Linked DNA regions of Mus musculus: region 1 is linked to region 2. The links are chromatin contacts, called in public HiChIP or PLAC-seq maps. All regions are on one chromosome and are shown on one strand. Each heading gives the region's core, a stretch centred on a gene start, on an enhancer-like site or on the middle of the called end of the contact. The rest is flanking DNA. Distances are from core to core; before and after follow the strand shown.

Region 1 (3,377 bases), core at 792-3,291, 250 kb before region 2:
AACAGAGCATGCTCCAGGAGGCGTGGCCACTCAGCAATCCCCTCCCCTGCCCTATGCTGTGTCTCTGGCTATTGGTTCTTGTGGCAGTGTGTTCTCCTTATGTGTGGGACTGGGGGGTGGGGGGAGTCCCAGGGTGGTCTGCATTTGTCAAGGCCAGAATGAAAGGGAAAGCAGAGCTGCAGATGGACCTGTGCTGTCCATAGCCCAGAGAGCGTCTGTGATGAAGCATGGTTCGTTTACAACTCCCCTCCCCCCTTTTTAAAGATTTATGTGTGTGGGTGTTTGCCTGTAAGTATGTCTCTGCAGCACATGTGTGCAATATCCTCAGAGGCCAGAAAAAGCTGACACAGGTCTCCTTGAAGTGAAGTTGCCAATGGTTGCAAATTCCCACGTAGATGCTGGGAACCAAACCTAGATCCTCTTTGAGAGCAGCCTGTGCCCTTAAACCACTGAGCCATCTGTCTAGCCCTCCCTCATCCCCGTTGTGCTCTTTAATGGTGTCTTTCTCAGAAATGATCACAAGATTTCATAATTAGAATATTATTTTTAGTTTTCCTGAATCCTCACAGTAACACAGCGTAGGGAAGAAAAGTCAGCCAAAGCCATGAGACTTCACACAGAAGATAGTTTCTGGGGTTGATACAATGTTAACGTGCAGCTCTGGAGGCAGCTAGCCTCATTGCTCTCCTTCATGGTGAGCAGGCCTAGCTCACCCTTACTCTTCATAGGCCACGCAGCTTGGGCAGGAGACACATTTCCTTCAACAATAGTAGAGCTGTCTGTCACACACTCGGCGCCTCTCACCCAGTCTTGACACATCTCTTACTCTCTCACTGCCAGTGCAGGGATCTAATGTTCAAAGTGGCTGACATCGTTGATATAAGTACTTTGCCGGAGCTATAGTGTCACAGCCATTTTACGTGGAGACCTGTGTCAGAGCCTGGGACTCCATAGCTGTGTTAATGTCGGGTAAAGTCCACTGCGGTCTGGGACAAGCTGAGGTCTTGGGTTGGCAGAGAAGCAAGGTGATCTACTGGAAGGGGAAGCTGGGAGGCTGCTTGTTATCAAAGACTTGCACCCCAGTGTTGTTTCTTCTTCAGGCAGGAAAGGAATGTGAAGAAAGAGGAGTCTGTGTGTTTCTGCTGTTTTCATTTTGTAACTTCTTAGGGCTCAGAAAAAGCAACAGTGTTTTGGAAATGTTTTTCCCTCCTGGCCTTCCTAGGCACCAATTCCTTAGGCTATGAAAGACCATCCAGAAGGAAGCAATTCCAGGTTCAGGTCTCATGACAAGATATGATGATAATGGGCCATTTACAGAACACAACACACACCTTCTCAGCCATCTGATCGCATAACAACCTTGCATTGTGCATACAAGCGCGAACTTGAATCGGGATTCTGCAGTTGTGTAGGCATGTGGTCCGTCAGTTACTCCTCCTGTCTCTGGTCCAGTGTGTCCCCTGCGGGATGACATGACAGTGCCCACCTGACTAGGCTGCCATGAGCTTTGGGGGTGAGGCACTAAATATGACTGTCATTGCTATTAAAACAAATGAAGGTTGAGCCTGAGCCACAGTCCCTCAGAGACCACACACTGGCATTGGTGATGGGGAGCCTTACCCTGTAAGCTGAGTCCTTTCTGGAAACATTGTTAAACTAGTTTCAGAAGATTTCTAAACAACCAGAAGCTTAAATGTGGGTCCCTGTTACCAGAGTAATCTGCTTGGGGGCTGACCACTCCATGCGAAGTGATGGGGTAAGTAATTTGTTACCATAGTGATCACTGGGCTGAGTGTGTGCAGTCTAAGTCGAGCTGCCTGTGCTTTACACAGTTACACAGGAAGTAAAATGTATCTGCTCACACACACACACACACACACACACACACACGAGCACAGGCATTCCTATCTGCTGCTGCCATTTCACATCTGTCTCCTTTGCCTCTTTAAAAACAAACAAACTGGTCAGTCCTGGCTATCGCTCATTTGTCCTGTTAGTCAGCGTTTCTCCTTGAACTCCTTGAATACACCGCATTTAGTGGAGTAGAGAGGCTGACTGTGAGCCTCGGCAGGAAGCCAAGGATGCTGGGTCGCTGGGAAATGCACAGCCTATGGGTGAGGCCAGCAAAGAAAGGCCAGAAGAGTGGCGGGCCAGGAATGGGGTAGGAGCGGGTAGGTGTGGTCAGGGAAACTTCCCTGGGAAATCTAGGATTTAAAAGGTTTCTGGGCAGACAAGAAGGTTCTCTAAGAGTACATGGCAGGGGAAGGCACTTTGTTGCCAAGTGCGTGGTGTGTTAATGTGGGTCAGTGTGACCCAGCTTTGGGGGCAGGGACTGTCCCCATTAACCCAAAGGGTAGTGAGGAATGTTGCTTGCCTGCTAATCAAGACGCCTCTGAGAGGGCTGGAGAGGTGGCTCAGTGGTTAAGAGCACTGACTGCTCTTCCGAAGGTCCCAAGTTCAAATCCCAGCAACCACATGGTGGCTCACAACCATCCATAATGAGATCTGACGCCCTCTTCTGGTGTGTCTGAAGACAGCTACAGTAAACTTACATATAATAAGTAAATCTTTGGGCCGGAGTGAGTGTTGGCCCAAGCGACGACGACGACAACGACGATGATGCTGCCTCTGAGAAACTGTTTTCAACAGGGTGACAGGCTCTTCACCCCTTGAGTATGCAGTTCTCCACTCCTATCTCTGCTGACTGTCCCTAAAGCTCCTGTTGAGACTGTTGATGGCTTGCTATGATTCTTTAAGGACCGTTAGCATTTCTGTGGCTCACAGCTGCTGCAGATGTGCGACATGAAGTCATTTTATACTTGGGAGGTGAGGTTTCTAGACAGGTCCGATGATAGACTTGTATTAATACAAAGATGTGTGTCCGAGCCGTAGGTTGGATTAAGATCATTACAAGCTACTTGGAGCTGTTGTTAGATACAGTGCAGGCTATTTTATTTAAAGGGGACAGGTTTATTTATTTATTTAGGTTCCTCAAGGCAGGATTTCTTTGTGTTTCTTTGGCTATCCTGGAACTCACTCTGTACACCAGGCTGGCCTCAAACTCATAGAGATCTACACATGGGGTAAAGAGGTGCTTCACCCAGCTCTTACATTCATCCATCTACCCATCCATTCACTTATTTATTTATTCATTTTGGAGAGGAATAGTTTTAATGAGCTGTTCCCATTTATAGACTTGGGTTTTTTTTGTTTTGTTTTGTTTTTGTTTTTTTTTTTTTTTTAGATTTACTTATTCTAGGCCATGAGTGGTTTTGCCTGCAGCACATGTGTGCATCATGCACACAGTTTTTGCCGGGATCAGAAGAAGGCATTAGATCTCCTGGAACTGGAGTTACAGGAAGTTGTGAGCTGCCGTG
Region 2 (3,313 bases), core at 185-2,684:
TCTCTCCCTCAGTCTCTTCTCCATTGTCCCTGCAGTTCTTTTAGACAGGAACAATTCTGGGTCAGAGTTTTTGACTGTGGGATGGCAACCCCATTCCTCCACTTGATGCCCTGTCTTTCTACTGAAGATGGACTCTACAAGTTCCCTCTCCCCACTGTTGGGCATTTCATCTAAGGCATTTGAGTCCTGAGAGTCTCTCACCTCCCAGGTCTCTGGAACATTCTAGAGAGCGCCCCCCCCCCCCACCTCCTACCTCCTGAGGTTGCCTGTTTCCATTCTTTCTGCTGGCCTTCAGGGCTTCACTCCTGTTTCTCCTTCCTATCCCTCAATACCTGATCATGTTCTATTAATTTTTAACCTGAAACCAATTTCAAAAGGATATTTGTTTTAAGATGACTTTTAAGTTGTTGTACAGGTATTGGATCTCATCCCATCTAGGCAGGTAAACATAGGCGGTGGGGATCCTACTGTCCTGGGCATGTTCCCGAAGGAGCTACACGTCCTTAAGGCTTTACTTGGGCACCCCTGCTTTGCTCTTTGTACAGTGTTGCACAGCAAAGCCTCACTTGGTAATACGGCTCACTGAAGACTCTACTCCTCGAGGGACATAGAGGAGGATTCAGATTTTCAATATAATTTTTTTCTCCTTCCTTCCTTCCTTCCTTCCTTCCTTCCTTCCTTCCTTCCTCCCTCCCTCCCTCCCTCCTTTTGTCCCTCCCTCCCTCCTTTTCTTCTTCCCTTCTTCCCTTCCTTCCTTCCTTCCTTCTTTCCTCCCTTTCTCAATTCCTTAATTCCTTCTTCCTTCCTTCCTCCCTCCCTCCCTCCCTCCCTCCCTCCCTCCCTCCCTCCCTTCCTTCCTTCCTTCCTTCCTTCCTTCCTTCCCTGACACAGGTTGTCACTATGTAGCCCATGCTAACCTGGAACTCATTAAATAGACCAGGCTGTCTTGGAACTTACAGAGTTGCCTCTCTTCTCCAGTGCTAGGAGTTAAAAGGTGTTCACCTCTACCTCATTCCAGAAAAGAGTTTTCTTGAGAATTCTTTGCAGCTAATAATCACTCCTTTCTGTGCCTACAGCTCCTCTTCTCTGTTCCCATGTCTGACTCAGTTCCCTTCTTAAGACATGCGTGCCCAAATGCTCTTTGTACTGACCAGTTCAAGACTAAAGAAAAAGTACTTAAATCCGTTGTCTGTGCTTCTTCCAACCCAGAGAGAGTGAGCGTTAACACACACGTGCCAAGCCGCAGAGCCTTTGTAACGCTGGGGTCAACCACAGTTTGAAGCCTCTTATTGATAAGTTTCCTTGGTCCCCTGAAGGACCTTGGCCCACAGCTTAGAGGAAGTGCTACCATTTGTATCACAGGTTCAGTCTAGGTGGAGTGTAAAGGGTATGAGAGCAGAGTGCTTTACTGGGTAGACATCCCAGGCTGAAGTGACCCTGGGCAAAGTCTCTCCACACTCCTTTCTCTGCCTCCTTGTGGAGACATGAGCAAGGGACTGCATTAGCTACTTTTGCATCACTGCAATCAAACTAGCTGATGGGAACAAGGAGGAAGCAATGGTTTCAGGAGGAATCTGTCTGTCCTAGTAGGTAGACTCAGTAGAACCACTTATCTGTAGAGGTGCGCATATAAAGTGGCGACTAGGAATCTGGGAAAGTGGCAGGAATAGGAGAAAGGGGGTGGCCATCAGAGCCCCCCCCCACCCGAGACTACTGCCACCTAGGCCTTACCTAGACCTTATCAAAGGTTTCATACCCTCCCATACACACACCCACACCCCAGAGAGCACAACCAGTCAGGAAACTGCCCCAAACATGAAACCTGTGGGAGAAATCTCAGATTCAAACACATAACAGAGACGAGACAAAGCCAGATCATATATAAAACCAAGAAGGCTCCTGATTTGTCAGCAACCAGCCCAGGAACACCATGCTACTCATTATCTACAGTAACCAGGCCAGGAGGCCAAACCTGCTTGGCTGAGTCAGACTCCCAGGACGCCATACGGTTATCTCCAGCAAATGATTGTCCAAAGGTTCAACACTTGAATAACAGCTGATGTGGTCTCTGATTTTTGTTCCTGTTTCCAATTAGGGCCAATCAGGAAATGTCAAATATGGACTTCTAATCAGTCACATGGGATGCCCTGTGTTTAGCTAACCCACCTATTTATTCACAGCACCAGGCTCTAGTCAGAGCTCAGCTTCAGGCTTCCCTTCCCCACTGCAAAGCTTGTCTGATTTTCTGCTTGGTTTTGAGTCTCTGCCATACAAAAGTGGTGACTGGATCCCTTGCAAGCTCGACTAAACAGTCTGGTTTTCTCTAATTGAATTGGTTTCCACTGACTTTTACGTGGACCTAATGTTTTTTGGTTGCTACCCAAAATTCATTTGCTCAACAAATATTTATGGAGAAGCTAATTAATACTATTATGTTAGATGCCAGAAATCTGGGTTGAGTTTCCAGACTAGTGAGGGTTGAGTTTCCAGACTAGTGAGGGAGAGTAGCATTAATTGCATAATTACATCAACAGATATAACATCTCAACTATCAGGAGAAGCAGCGTGCTGTGTGCTATGAGGACCTAAAGCACTTGTTCAGAGCCAATTTCTTTGAGGAATTTGCAACTACCCTGAGATCTGGAGAAGGACAAGATTGTAACAGGCAACAGAGAAGAAAGACTACAAAGACCCAAGTCAAGGTCATGGGCATTATGGATGAAACCAAAGCCTGAAGAAAGGTGAGCCTGGTTGGAGGTCATAGAGCCCAGAGACAATGCCAGAGAAAGTCTAATTGAGAGACACATGCCAGGTCTCCTTGGGTCTCATGGGCATTTCAAAGGAACTTTGTCTTGATCCAAACACAACAATATAGTAGCCAACAATGATTGTAAGGTAGCCGAGTTTGCATAGACAAATGTTATAGTTACGGGAAATCTATTGTTTATTCCAAGTTTAAAAAAAAAAAAAAACCCAGCAGGAAATAGATAAGCTTTGTGGGTGTGGAAGAAAATAGATAAGTGTAAGATTTAGTAGGTGTAGAACACAGGGCTCAGAGCCAGGGAAATGGCTCAGTAGGTAAAGGTGTTGTTGAAGGAGTTTTAGGAGCCGAGTTCAGCTCTCTAGCACCCAAGCGTTCTGATTTGCTTTCTGTTGCCATGATAAATGCCATGATAGAAAGCATCATAAGGAGGAGAGGACTTCTTTCCTTGTATAGCTTACCATCTATCATGAAGGAAACCGGGGCAAGAACCCAAGAGCGGGAACCTGGAAGCTGGCACTGAAGCAGAGAGTGTTACTGACTGGCTTACTT

Evidence for each region. HiChIP or PLAC-seq counts read pairs in DNA pulled down with a chosen protein or histone mark.
Region 1: a FOXA1 HiChIP or PLAC-seq map of pancreatic cancer cells shows a contact between it and region 2. The contact joins two enhancer-like sites. A contact is called at or near these places in 2 of 39 promoter capture datasets (epiblast stem cells and liver), 1 of 15 datasets of contacts at CTCF or cohesin (the NIH/3T3 cell line), 3 of 115 datasets of contacts at active chromatin or transcription factors (embryonic stem cells, pancreatic cancer cells and stem cell-derived neural progenitor cells) and 1 of 9 other capture datasets (embryonic stem cells).

What each region holds. Positions count from the first base shown.
Region 1 is chr17:66,509,050-66,512,426 of GRCm38.p6, reverse strand. The region is part of intron 1 of Rab12 (RAB12, member RAS oncogene family); the gene reads left to right. It overlaps Gm41608 (a long non-coding RNA gene), which reads right to left. Exons shown (of 3, transcript XR_876914.3): 1 at 1-3,377. Among named protein-coding and RNA genes, the nearest start is that of Gm41608, 4.4 kb to the right of the region's middle. Within about 2 kb of position 2,041, at least 118 of the 459 cell types and tissues checked have an H3K27ac peak or open chromatin away from gene starts, as enhancers often do. A contact at or near this core is called in pancreatic cancer cells, where this site is marked.
Region 2 is chr17:66,261,697-66,265,009 of GRCm38.p6, reverse strand. No RefSeq gene overlaps it. Among named protein-coding and RNA genes, the nearest start is that of Gm20742, 71 kb to the right of the region's middle. Within about 2 kb of position 1,434, at least 17 of the 459 cell types and tissues checked have an H3K27ac peak or open chromatin away from gene starts, as enhancers often do. A contact at or near this core is called in pancreatic cancer cells, where this site is marked.